Regions from separate parts of the Xenopus laevis genome. Here region 2 is linked to region 1. Evidence: chromatin contacts called from public Hi-C data. All regions are on one chromosome and are shown on one strand. The core of a region is the stretch at or near the end of the contact, and the rest is flanking DNA. Distances in the headings are between cores, read along the strand shown.

What was found. A called contact is a pair of places that touch in the nucleus more often than the background predicts.
Region 2: a Hi-C map of the XL177 cell line shows a contact between it and region 1, with 2.7 times the contacts expected there. The contact joins the enhancer-like site here to the promoter of nfib.L in region 1. A contact is called at or near these places in 2 of 4 Hi-C or Micro-C datasets (the XL177 cell line and the XTC cell line).

What each region holds. Positions count from the first base shown.
Region 1 is chr1L:134,509,346-134,515,212 of Xenopus_laevis_v10.1, reverse strand. nfib.L (nuclear factor I B L homeolog) reads right to left here and starts at 2,718. Exons shown (of 12, transcript NM_001095703.1): 1 at 2,518-2,718; 2 at 1,897-2,031. The coding sequence starts at 2,547.
Region 2 is chr1L:134,566,707-134,572,996 of Xenopus_laevis_v10.1, reverse strand. The region is part of intron 3 of nfib.L (nuclear factor I B L homeolog); the gene reads right to left. Among protein-coding and RNA genes, the nearest start is that of nfib.L, 57 kb to the right of the region's middle. Within about 2 kb of position 1,291, at least 1 of the 7 cell types and tissues checked has an H3K27ac peak or open chromatin away from gene starts, as enhancers often do.

The DNA of each region.
Region 1 (5,867 bases), core at 1,469-3,968:
ACCTCTATAGATATATTTAGAATTGATATTGGTGAATATATCCAAGCTGCATTATCTTTTTATTAAGACAAAATGAAAACATTGAAAAAAAGGACTACACTGAAAATGAAGATTTGGGTGGTAGAAAAATAAAAAAGTTATAATGTATGACCCTGTAAAACTTTAAAAAAACAAAACATGAATCCTGAGTCTCCATTATTAAAATACATCTAAGTCACTCAGACTCCCATGCCAAGCAAAATATAAACAGTACAAAAAAGTGTCAGCCAAAAAAACGACACGGCTGCGTCCAATCACTGAATAAGTCTTATCATTGTTTTCATCTTCATTCACAATTTGGGAAAGCCTCAGTCCTATTGAAGAGCAATGGGTTCTAATTGTGAAACCATTTAAATGTTCATTACTTGCACATTTCAGCAAATGGCTCAGCTCTTGTCTGAGCAAGCATGTCCTGCTTTTAAAGTAAATATATTTTATCAACTTGATATTATAAGAAAAAGTTAGAGACGTGTGATCTGTGTTAAGAAATATGTTTTTCCCCCAGGGCGCTTGTGCGTCTTTCCAAAAATTCTAATTCTTGGGGATGCGTATGTTTAATAGGCAATTATTCTAATAGCACATAGTAAGAGAAAATTGCCATCCTTTCCCAATAAGCATATTAGTCTGCGTTACCTAAGTGTGTTACTTTGTTCCGATAACACTGGCTTTAATTTGACCATACAATGTAAAAAAAAAAAGCCTGAATGTTCTTGAAAAGTGAATTAAAGTAACATACATCTGAATGTCTTTGCAAACAGGAGGGAAAAGATTTTCAGGGATATTTTTTTATTAACTGTCCATGAACCGGGAATCGGGAAAAAAATTATTCATTTATTCTTGTTACTAAGAAAAAAAAAATCTAAATCTGCCCCCTTGCCAGAAAGAAAAAGCAAAAAATGTAGTGTTCGTTTTAAAAAAAGATCCCATCTTGCATGCCAGTGGGTAGGCAAACGTGAAAATAATACAATTACATTCTTACTATTTAGTATATTGTTCTGTTTTAGAGGAAATGCATCGTTATGTTTCCAATGTTATAGAAGATTTTAAATTGCTTTCCCTGTTGCTTAAACAACCAACTTTTCTTTGTATATTTTTTATCTGCTGATCTTGTACAATGGCCGTTAAGTATTACGTTTTTTTTCGCTGTCATGGTGAAATAGTAATAAAAAAAGAAGAAAAGAAACGCTGACAGAGTGCATCATTAAATACAATCTGTCTAACTTAAATGCTAATGTCTATTTGATACATAATGGCCAATGTGCTTTTAGGGGGATCATAAATCAGTGCAAAGCACTAAATAGGGATCTTCGACCTGCTGCTTTTGCTGTTATTTAGCTACTACTCCCTGCAAGTCTTCCCTGGGTTTGCAAAGGTTTGGGAGAAAGTGTCAGATACAAGAGAGAGCCACAGGTTGACAATATGTGCCCCGCAGTGCACGTATTTTCCCTTTGAGCACAAGCAGTGCCAAAATAGAAGTAAATCGTTACAGATCCATAAGAGACTGCATGCAGCATTGAGGCTGATATATATATATGTATATCTATATATATATATATATATATATATATATATATATATATATATATATATATATATATATATATATATATATATATATATATATATATATATATATTCTTATTTGTCATAATGAACTGTAAACTATTTCAGTGCTAGGAGCCCGCGAGACGGTACAGTACAACAACATTCTTTCGCTATCCACTAGAACGTCCTAGGAACGCCAGGGCCCGTATCAATACCCCCCCCCCCCCCCGCCGCCCCCCATCATAGGACCCTGACCCCCACGCTCTGTGCAAATGGAACGTTCCCCCAGATACCAAGCAACTCGGGACCTACCACTGGGGAGAACGGTGCGGGGAAACGTTCTTCTAACGTCTCCTGTAGCAATGGGCTGCCATAGACATTCGATAAAATACTAGTGTCTCCGAGATAGGTTGGGAGGGAGGGAGCCTTAATGAGTGACACCGTTTTCTGCAAGAGATAAAAAAATATGTATACAAAACTGCTCCTAATTTTTGCCACAGAGCATGGAAACAACGATGTTATAGGAATGAGAAAATACACAAGAGAACTGGCAGGAAACTCCAAGCAAAGAGGAATAGCGGAGGAGTGCTATGAAGTGTACGTCAGGCATAATCACACCTGCACGGCTCGGGGAGCCTTTATTCCTACACAGGCGACCGGGGCCCCTCTAGCTTCTGGGGATGTACTACGAGTGATTAACTTGAGGCTATCTGTAAAGGGATGCGCGGCCGTGCTGCTGCCCACTACGGAGCACGCGAGACTGAAAGAGTAGCAGTCCCCCCTTAAACACAAAGTTAGGTGCCTACGCCAAAGTTAGGCGGCAGCTCCCACCTGCTAGTGGCGGGGGTGCGGCGCCCTTATCGCTGCCGCTAGACACGGGGAAGGATGGAAGTGGCCCTGAGAGTAACCCACCGGCAGAAGCCCTGCTCGTACCTGAGTCAGGCAGATAGGAGAATACATCATGGCTTGGCTTGGTGCGATCCCTCGAAAAGCATCCAAAAGAAAGTTCACCTATTCATGGTACATTAGGGCTAAATAGGGAAATGCTCTCTCTCTGTCCGTCCGCCGGTCTTCCTTAAATCCGCCCGGCTTATGCAAAGGCCGGCTGAGTGTTTCCCCTGCACGCTCGGACTGGCACTCTTAAGGTGGCACCGCAACGCGCCTCTATGCTGGCGTGCCCGCCCTCTCTCTCGCTTTCATGGGCAAAGCGCTGTTCCCCGAGCTGCAGCCGCTACTCGTGCGATCCTGCAAACTTCCCAGGAAGGAGAAGAAGAAGAAGAAGACGATGAGTAATTGGGGTGGGATGAAGGCTCCACTTGGCCGGCTCTCAGCAGTCAGTATTGTGCGCTTGTGCAGGCTCTTTATATCGTATCGATAATAAAAGGAGTGATGGGATGATGCATTATCTATAGCTCCCAATAAGCATGTGCTGCTGCTGCTGCTGCAAGTCTCGCATTAGCTCTCTCCTCTCTCACTCACTCCCTCTCTCTCTGCCGCTCTCTCCCTCTCTACAGCTCGCAGGCACACAGCACCGGTTACACCCTCTGCACCGTTTCAGCTTTCCAAATCAGACTTGAGATTTTTTTATTATTATTATTATTTAATTACACAATCAACAAGGAGACACACTCCTCCCCTTAGTGCGTTGTGCGCTGTCCTCCTATATGTACCTCCTCCCCTTTATCATAGCCACACTTGCAGGGTACCGGCGCCTTGCCGGGGGAGGAGGGGTTAACGGTCTCTTATGGATATTATAGGGGGGGAGGGTGCCTGCCTCATCCGCCTCACTCATCAAACATATAGTAATGCACTGGCCTTGGCCCCTACTACAATGCTGCTGCTGCCCATGGGGTGAACAGCATCAATATACATCATCAATATATCCCAGTATTAAATACAGGTAAGGCTAGCCAGTGACCAGCTTTGGATGAACTACTACTCACATCATCAGTGGCTTAACTAGATTTAACTGGGCCCCACAGCAAATTAATTTTGGGGCCCTCAACATAACTAAAAGTTGTCCTTTTTTACCAATATATGTTGGTACCTCCTGGGCCCCGTGCAGCCGCAGGGTCTGCTTGCTCTGAAGTTACACCCCTGCCCATCATGCTAGGAGATGGAGTTTCCTACGATGAAGCGGAGGTAGTAATAGACTGGATGTTTCTGCATCAATGGTATCAACTGCTATCTATAATTGCCTAGTAGAGAGACAAATGTATGTCCACGACATATACACATACCACACATATTTTCACATATTCAGATTCCATCTGAATCCACTACACTCTATGGTACTTTCTGCTGTATAACTCCAGACATAGGGTCAAGCCTGTGGCATTATACCAAGGTTGGCATGAGGGCCGCAGTAGTGTTATGTAACATTGTGTTGTTCTAAGAGCTCATTGGTGGTAACATATTTTAAGGCAATAGCATAATTACATCAGCATTTTTTTGTATGTTCAGGCGTGCCACGCGATACAATGGCACATTTGGCACCTACACAATATTTGCAGCTTTAGCAGTAATATTTATAGCAGAAGCATTCATGTCTAATAGGAATATATGTATTGGTATTTTTGTAGCCCATTCTTATTAAATTGCCCTCCATAATAAAGAATTGTATATGCTAAATTTACAGTTTTACACCATCCTCATCCCAAATCCACCACACATGCTTCTTACACATAAAATTAACAATTTTATAAACACAGAATGTGTTTTCCTTTTTTCCTAAATTATTACACATGCGGTGAGCAAAGTAAGCTCTATGCCATATACTATTTACTAATTCTGCATAAAGTGCTTGTAATATTAGCACATATCTATTCCTCCACAAATACACAACTATCACAAGCTATATCTCCATCAGCCAATATCCTGCAAAATAACAAGATTGTCTCTATATAATAACTAGTTGGCTGCCTTTTTATACGCCCTGTCCCTCACCTCTTGATTTCCCACCCCCTGCCCTCCCTCTTTGCGGTTATCTGGGGTGAGGGGAGCCGGGTGTGGCTCTTCCAGACTTTGTTAACTCTTTAGTTGCTCTGTCCAAAAGAGATGCCAGCAGATCACAAGAACAGGTGCAAGTAAGTCTGCCTTTTTTATATGAAGAGATTTTGTCTTTCTGTCAGGCTAAACAGAATTGAAAGCACTTCATATGTACCAAATGTTTAACTCTTCTGTAGCTAATGTTACACATTCATTTCACTGGTTTTGGAAACACATTATACTCAGTGGTTCATTAAAGGCTGTTGTGCCAATCTGCTGTCGTTGTGCCATTTAAGTACTTAAAGGGTTAAGGAATGAAGTATGTAGTCTGGGACATATAAAGGCTTTGGAAGGCTGGAAGCTGCTCCTTTCTTTTCCCACTTTCACATACACTTTAGGGCTGACAAGGGAGCAGTATAACATTCCTGTCAAGTCACACTCATTTGGAATATGTCCCACTCATTAGAAATAAGCTGCCTTTTCAGCATCAGTGCCCTTCTAAGACTGAATGTAGATTACAAAGTTGGATAGATAATAGATAGATTGATTATATAGATAGATTCATAGATTCATTACTTGATATAAGAACAAATATATTTTACAGTAGTAAACCTGGCCCTAAAAATATCCATAATGAATGAATGTTTTTGTTAAAAAGAAAAAAAACCTTTACACAGCATCCTACAGGAAATTTAATTTGCCAATTTCTAGACTCAAATATTTTCTGTTATACAGATATTATTGTCATGCATTTTGTCTGTAAGTATGCAAGCAAATCTATGGGTGTTAAGTTAGCTCATGTGGTAGCACACTTTGTATTGTAGAGCCCTGCAGTGAGTAAGATACCAGTGGGTGCCTTTAGGCAGGTAGCAGATAGTTAGATTTGGGTGCAGATAGGGTGTAGGTCTTGGGTCATTAAGTCACGGGGGTCTGTTAGAATATTTTACTATACTTTTCTCAAGCATCTCTCCGCCTCCCCTGCAGCCCTCCATTTGCCTTCAGAATAGATCATGTCATTTCTAAGTTTTGTGTCAGGCTGTAAGTAATAGGTCAGCTTGTGGGTAAAGCTATTGTGAGTAGCAGTGTAGGTCTACCCAGTTATAACTATATAGTTGTTTACATTGTACCCCTTTAAATATTTGGAGTAATTGTTCCTTTATTCCATCTGTGCTTATGAAGAACGAAAGTTGGTTTCAAAATAAATCACAAGCACTACGCATACGTACTATTACCCTGGATACTTTTACATGCCAACTCAGAAAAATCTGCAGTCTAGGAGCACCGAGCATAAAATG
Region 2 (6,290 bases), core at 42-2,541, 59 kb before region 1:
GTATATGGGTGTTTCTCCTTAATGCACTCAGTGCACATAACGCAACAAGCGGACGGGTGCTCGGATAGGCTGTTTAAGTCTTGTGGGACATTAGCTTAAGTGTAAATCCCAGAATGGACATCACTCTCCCATATCTGACCCACAATGATACCAGGAAAACTTCCTGACCGTGTGGGTCAAAACAGAAAGCTAATTATTAGCCATGTTAAAGTAAAGCTGGCCACAGAAGCAAAGATCCGATCGTATGAATCAACGTAGGATCGGACTTTCCCATCTCCCGACCTGCCACTTACCATTCAGATCAAAGTCTTACCATTCAGATCAAATAAAGTAGTTAAAGAACAGATAAGCCGATGCAATCGTCCGACAAAGCTAGTGACAATCTCCAACTGAAAATCGTACCATCGGCAATACACGCAGAGATATTATCGTCAGCCGACAGAAATTTTCTAACCTGTCCGATCGACCAAACGACCGATCTCCGCCTGATGAAAAATGTCGGGACTCTCCACACACGGTCTGAAAATCGCACGAATCCTCAATTCGTACAATCGGATCTTTGCGTCTATGACCAGCTTAACAGTCTCAGCATATTGGGTTACAGTCAGGGCAAAATTTTAAATACTGCACTGCACTCAAACTTACTAGTAATTCCCTTGATTAGATTTTCTTTTGAAACAGAGAGCAAAAAGAATGATGTCTCAGGAAGGCAGACAACCATAAGCACCACCCTACTACCTCTATTAATGTCCATAATGAAGTAAGTATAATATGGGCCCAAGTGGAAATCTGACAGCACTCTAATAAATCAAACAACTCATACAAAAATGAACAACAGGTGTTTTTGCTTTGAGGCCCCCTCTGTTCAAATTTTGGATTATAACACGGCACAGTCACCCTGCTTTAGTGTTTCAAGGGCATTCAGAAGAGCAGATAAGCATTTGCTGCTTTAAAATTTCCATGCCACTGGCTGAAAACCTCTATTCTACACAATTTTCAAATCTGTTAATTTATGACTCTGACTTTTTTTTCCTATAATGCTGTATTTCACAATGCTTTACTTAAGATTCCTGGGAAATGTTAACTACCAGTCTATTATTATAACTATGAGTTCTGTTCCTGCTTCTGACCACAATTCATTCCTCTAATCCTTCAGGCAAGATCTCTCTTAAAGAAACTCTGTCACACCCCAGGGAGAATAATGGTGTTTCTGCATTTGAAAGAACTAATGACTTGTCAAAAGCTTCCATAAGTTGCTTTAGGGGGTGCCCCAAGCAGCTGATCAAGGGGGTTCCCTGTAGCCATGCCTGTAAGCAATATCTGTCCTGTGCCTCTTTCACTCTCTGGTAGTCAACATTGAGCTTAACCAGACGAATATCTGACACAACAATACTGATCAGCAGCAGCAATAAATCTTGGGATCTCCATGAGCTGAAATGTAACAAAGGGTGACTAGAGGGCCAAAACATCTATTCTAAGGCCTCAGTCACATGTTTATGGAGTCCTTCATGCTGTTTAAGTCTCATTACAAGGTATGACAAATCTCCTTAAAAGGATTCTGTCATGGGAAAACATTTTCCAATGGACAGTGACACTTGTGCAATAATTCATGCATAATATTACAAATAAAATCCATGTGTAAAATCTGTGAGGGGATACCTGGCAAACAGAAAATTTAGATTGATAACCAAAACAAAAAGCAAAGATATTATTCTGAATACAAATTCACTACCATATTTTCTTTAAACCAGTAATGCAATTAATTATGAGTTATTTAAGTCTGTATTCACATTTAAGGCTATTTGTTTAACCTAGTACATTTTGTTTTGCTACTTTGATATGAATAATGCTTGACTCTCAAAGCCGTTTCTGAGGGTATCAGTGTATGGTGCCATTTCATTTAATACTTGTTCAAAAGGTCAGCTCTGGTAGAACGGATGTTTGCAAAGAGAACAAGGAAAAATATTGTTTGGCATATCCACTAAACCAAAAGTAATGACATTTATGTGTTCAGGAGGGATTAAAGTTGCAGCTTCCCTGTGCAGCGAGTAGGCTCACTACTTAGAATTATAAAAGAACAACTGAAAGACTCTTGCATTAAATGTTGTAATACACACATTCCAACATAAAGCAATTATTTTCTTCAAGCCAAAAATAGAAAAAAAACTTTATACTGATATAAAATGTAAAACAACCACAACTTTTTTTTACATTTTCATAAACAGGTTTAAAAACAATTAGTTGTTGTAAAGCTTAACTTGTTTCCCTACCTTTATAGGATACTTTATCTAGAACAAATTCCACCCATTTTGCTGCCAGCTATTAAAAAAACTGAATGGCCACATAAATGAACATTTTCCATACTTCTCCTTTTTTCTTTGGAATTATTTCAGATTCAGATTCAAAGTTCTGCCTCTACCTCAAAGTGAACACTTTACCACTTGATTTCCCCCCCCCACCCCAAACAATATAAAAAACATAATCCACTTTTAGAACAATGACTCATGCCTTGTTTAAATTAATCATTTGCTTTATATTATAAATGTCATTTTTATATATGTATATATTTTAAACCAAAGCCATAACGTTTAAATATATTAATATTCAATATATTCTGTATTCTGCCACTAGGTGGAGAATGCATTAAAAACACACAATGGCATTGTTGCAAAAGGCTACTGAGTTCTTTGGATCTCAAATAAACCAAAAGCAGTGTTTGGAAGGGGAACACTGATGCTACATTTTTACATTATTATCATTCTGCTGAGCTTATTTGGCCTTTAGGTTTCCACATTGCTACAGGTACTTTTCTGTTCTCGTGTTCTCCCTTTTGCTTTGTGACCTCTAACTTTAAAGGCCACTGAAGTATATGGGAAAGTGTATACTAGTGCCACTATTTACAGTTACCTAACATACACACAGATTTTGCCTCACCTTTTCCATTATATTTGCTACATTTTCACTGGTTCCCCTTAAACCAAACATGTTTTAAGGCATGCATAAGAAACTTTTAAACTGTATCTCAGATTACACTAGAAACCTTCAACCTTTTTCATTGTACCAGAGTAAATGTGTTGTAAATTACAGGAAAATGATCATTAAGAGAAAAATTCCTGTACATAGATTTGTTTATATGAGGGCTAAAAATGAAAGCTGGAAGTTGCAGTAAAATCTTAACTATAACTTAACTGAAATACAATCAAGTTTATAATGCACTAAGCCAGTGGGGGGGGGGGCAACATGCATATAGAAAGGGGCCTCAGTCCTTTTTGTATGCTGTATGTGCATCCTAAAAGGACCCTTGGAAGGTGCAACGGAGCATAAAGAGGCTGCATACTGCACCAAGGTCACCTGTTGGGCATCACTGTGTTAAACTAAGAAAACACTGTAGGGGTCATTTATCTACACTGGGCAAATTTGCCCATGGGCAGTAACCCATGGCAACCAATCAAATTGCTGCATTCATTGTTCTACTTGCAACTGGCTTTAAAAAGCGAATCACTGATTGGTTGCTATAGGTAACTGCCCATGGCAAATTTGCCCAGTGTTGATAAATGAGCCCCAGTGAATGCTGTGCCTGTAAAACACAACACAGAAGACACCACTCTAATACTCATATGTGCATCCTCATTATATACTGTATGTGTTTTACTTTGTAAAATTTAGATAACAATATCATAAAAGTCCATGTTGTACAAGTCCTAAATGGGTCTAGTTTTTATATAATCACTGTGTTTTACATGCAGCTGAGTAAAGTTCCCTACATGTCATATCCATTTCATTTTTGCTCATGAAGTTACCTTTTAATTCATGTAGAATACTTGCAATTATAAATTTATGGCTGGAGCTATTTTATCTTTGCTATCATGCCCAGACTTTATTAAAAAACACACATAAAAAGAACATATCTTCACAGGAATGTCCCAGTTGGAGTGACACACACTTTCACTGTCAAGAAGCAGGCTTGTGGTTTGGCTGTTATTGGGTATTTGAGTGGATGCTGCTAGAAGAGGCAGTTCATCTGGCATCTTTCATCGTGACTATGCAGTAAATTATTGCGAGCAGCATTTTATCACTGGTTCAGCCTTGGTTTTTTAACAGGGCCTGCGGACAAGTAGTACTTTCTGCGTCATGAGAGAGGAAATCCAAAATGAATCATTTCCATCCCTGGTTGCTCCATGTGGTTAACATTTTAACTTTAGAAAGTGTTACACACAGTGCTTTAAAAATATCATGGAATGTGAATCATATAATTGAATTATTGAAATGGAGAACATTCCTAAAGGGGGTGTTTACCTGCTACCCTTCATTCTACCGCACTAAAGCCAGACCTTAGCCCGTCAGCTGTTGTAAAACAACTCTAATAATCCTCTGCTACCACAGGGTCGCTGTTTAAAAGAAAACTTTATTTATGATCTATGGAGATTTGGGGTTAAATGCAAACACTACTTTAAAGCAGCAATTTTTTTGGAAATTATTGTTAGCTGACCTGACACCGAAATTGCATTGATTGGCATTAGTTTAACTAAAAGATGAGATGCACACCAGATCTCTTTGGTAACTGAACACAATATCATTCTATTTAAGCAGGTGCAACAAGTTAAGTTATATAGAAATCTAAATTTATGTGATAGTTTCTCTAACATATTCCGTAGGGTAATACAACTTATGGCCTGTCGGTTAGATGTGGCCTTCTATTTTGTTTTAAGGACATCTAGTCAGCCCAATGCAGTGGTGTAGAAGTAAGTAGACTCCACTGGAGGGCCCGGGGAACAGGGGGGCCTGGACCACAAGGTCTCGGCTGCATTACGAGTGGTGGAGAGCCAGTGACACAAGAGGGAGGGCAGGTGGCTGCAAGCTCAGGCAGGTAGCAGTTTAAATTACGCTGGGCCCCTCCACAGATTTTTTTTGCGGGGGGGGGCTGGCTCAGTCTAGACAAAATGCTGGCCCCGGGACTTCATGTATTTTCATTTCATTTCATTATAACCCTGTCCTCAAGCATGTTGTATAGTAAATAACTGAGCCCTTACATGGCAAAAAAGATTGAAAGCATTAGACAGTATGACTATGATTATATACCATACAGTGTTAAAGTGTATTCACATTCCTGTGAAGATATACCAAAATCCCAGAATAAAAGGCATAGAGAAAACCAGTATATCCTGACCAACTCATGCCACCCTTGTCCTTAACAAGAATAAAGCAAACAATTGTCTTTGTATGCTATGAAAAGTCTAAAGGGAAAGCTGTAATCTCAGCTACATAATGAAAGAGGAAGGGATTAAGTGTGTAATTCTGTCTCTCTCTCTCTCTCTTTCTCTCTCTCTCTCTCTCCCTCTCTCACTCTGTCGCTCTCTTGTTCTCACATTAACTCCATCCTACTCTGAGTGGTCTTTCCTGCAAATAAGAAAACTTACCAGCAGCGAAATAGTTACGAGAAGAATAAGGGAAGATTTTAAGGAGGAGGGCTGTAATTTTATATCTCACTGCCAGACACGTGAATAGTTCATGCAAGGGCATGGAATGCAGGCCAGAGTAATCCTCTAGCATAAAATAGGACATCTTTTGCAAACTCGCATATGTGTAGCTCTAGTTAACAATGCAGTCATTGTTCGTGTAATGTACACTATCCAGACTTTTTTTGAGGCATGAAAACTCAGATTTTTGGAGATATCTACTGCATAACTATGCTCAGCTTAGCAAAAATCACTTCTCTACTGTATCTTTAATTTTGTGATCTATAAAATGGCTGCCTCTGTTGCAGATTTACTTCAAATGGCATACTGATCTAGGCAACTAGGTAGCTTACAATGCTAAGGCTTTACTCACACTTTGCTCTCAGCTTTTGGTTGACACATGATCCTGTTCTGTCAGAACTTTTCCTACTACAGTGTATTTACAATTCTTAACAATTTCACCCACAACGAAACACAGTAAAAGTATTGCCTTGTAGCAGAAAGTTTTCCTTAGAAGGCCATAATTGTCATGTTCGGCTCCCTAAATCCAGAACCAGTGCTAGGCTCCCTGGTCTCGGCTCTTGCTTCTGCCTAAAACAGCCAACTTTCATTTCGGGAGGAGCCCTCCGCTAATTGGATGCCGCCAGGTCTTAATAAAAGAGGAGCAAAGCAAAAGGTTCTGGATGAGCAAAGGGGCACGATCGTTTTACCAAGGATACTGGATGGAAGACAGCACAGCTCGAAAAACAGGCCAGACAATATAGTGTGGACATAAGGAATGCATTTTAGGACATCCTGCGGCAAAATACCCTTCCTTCCTGCGATGTCCTATGC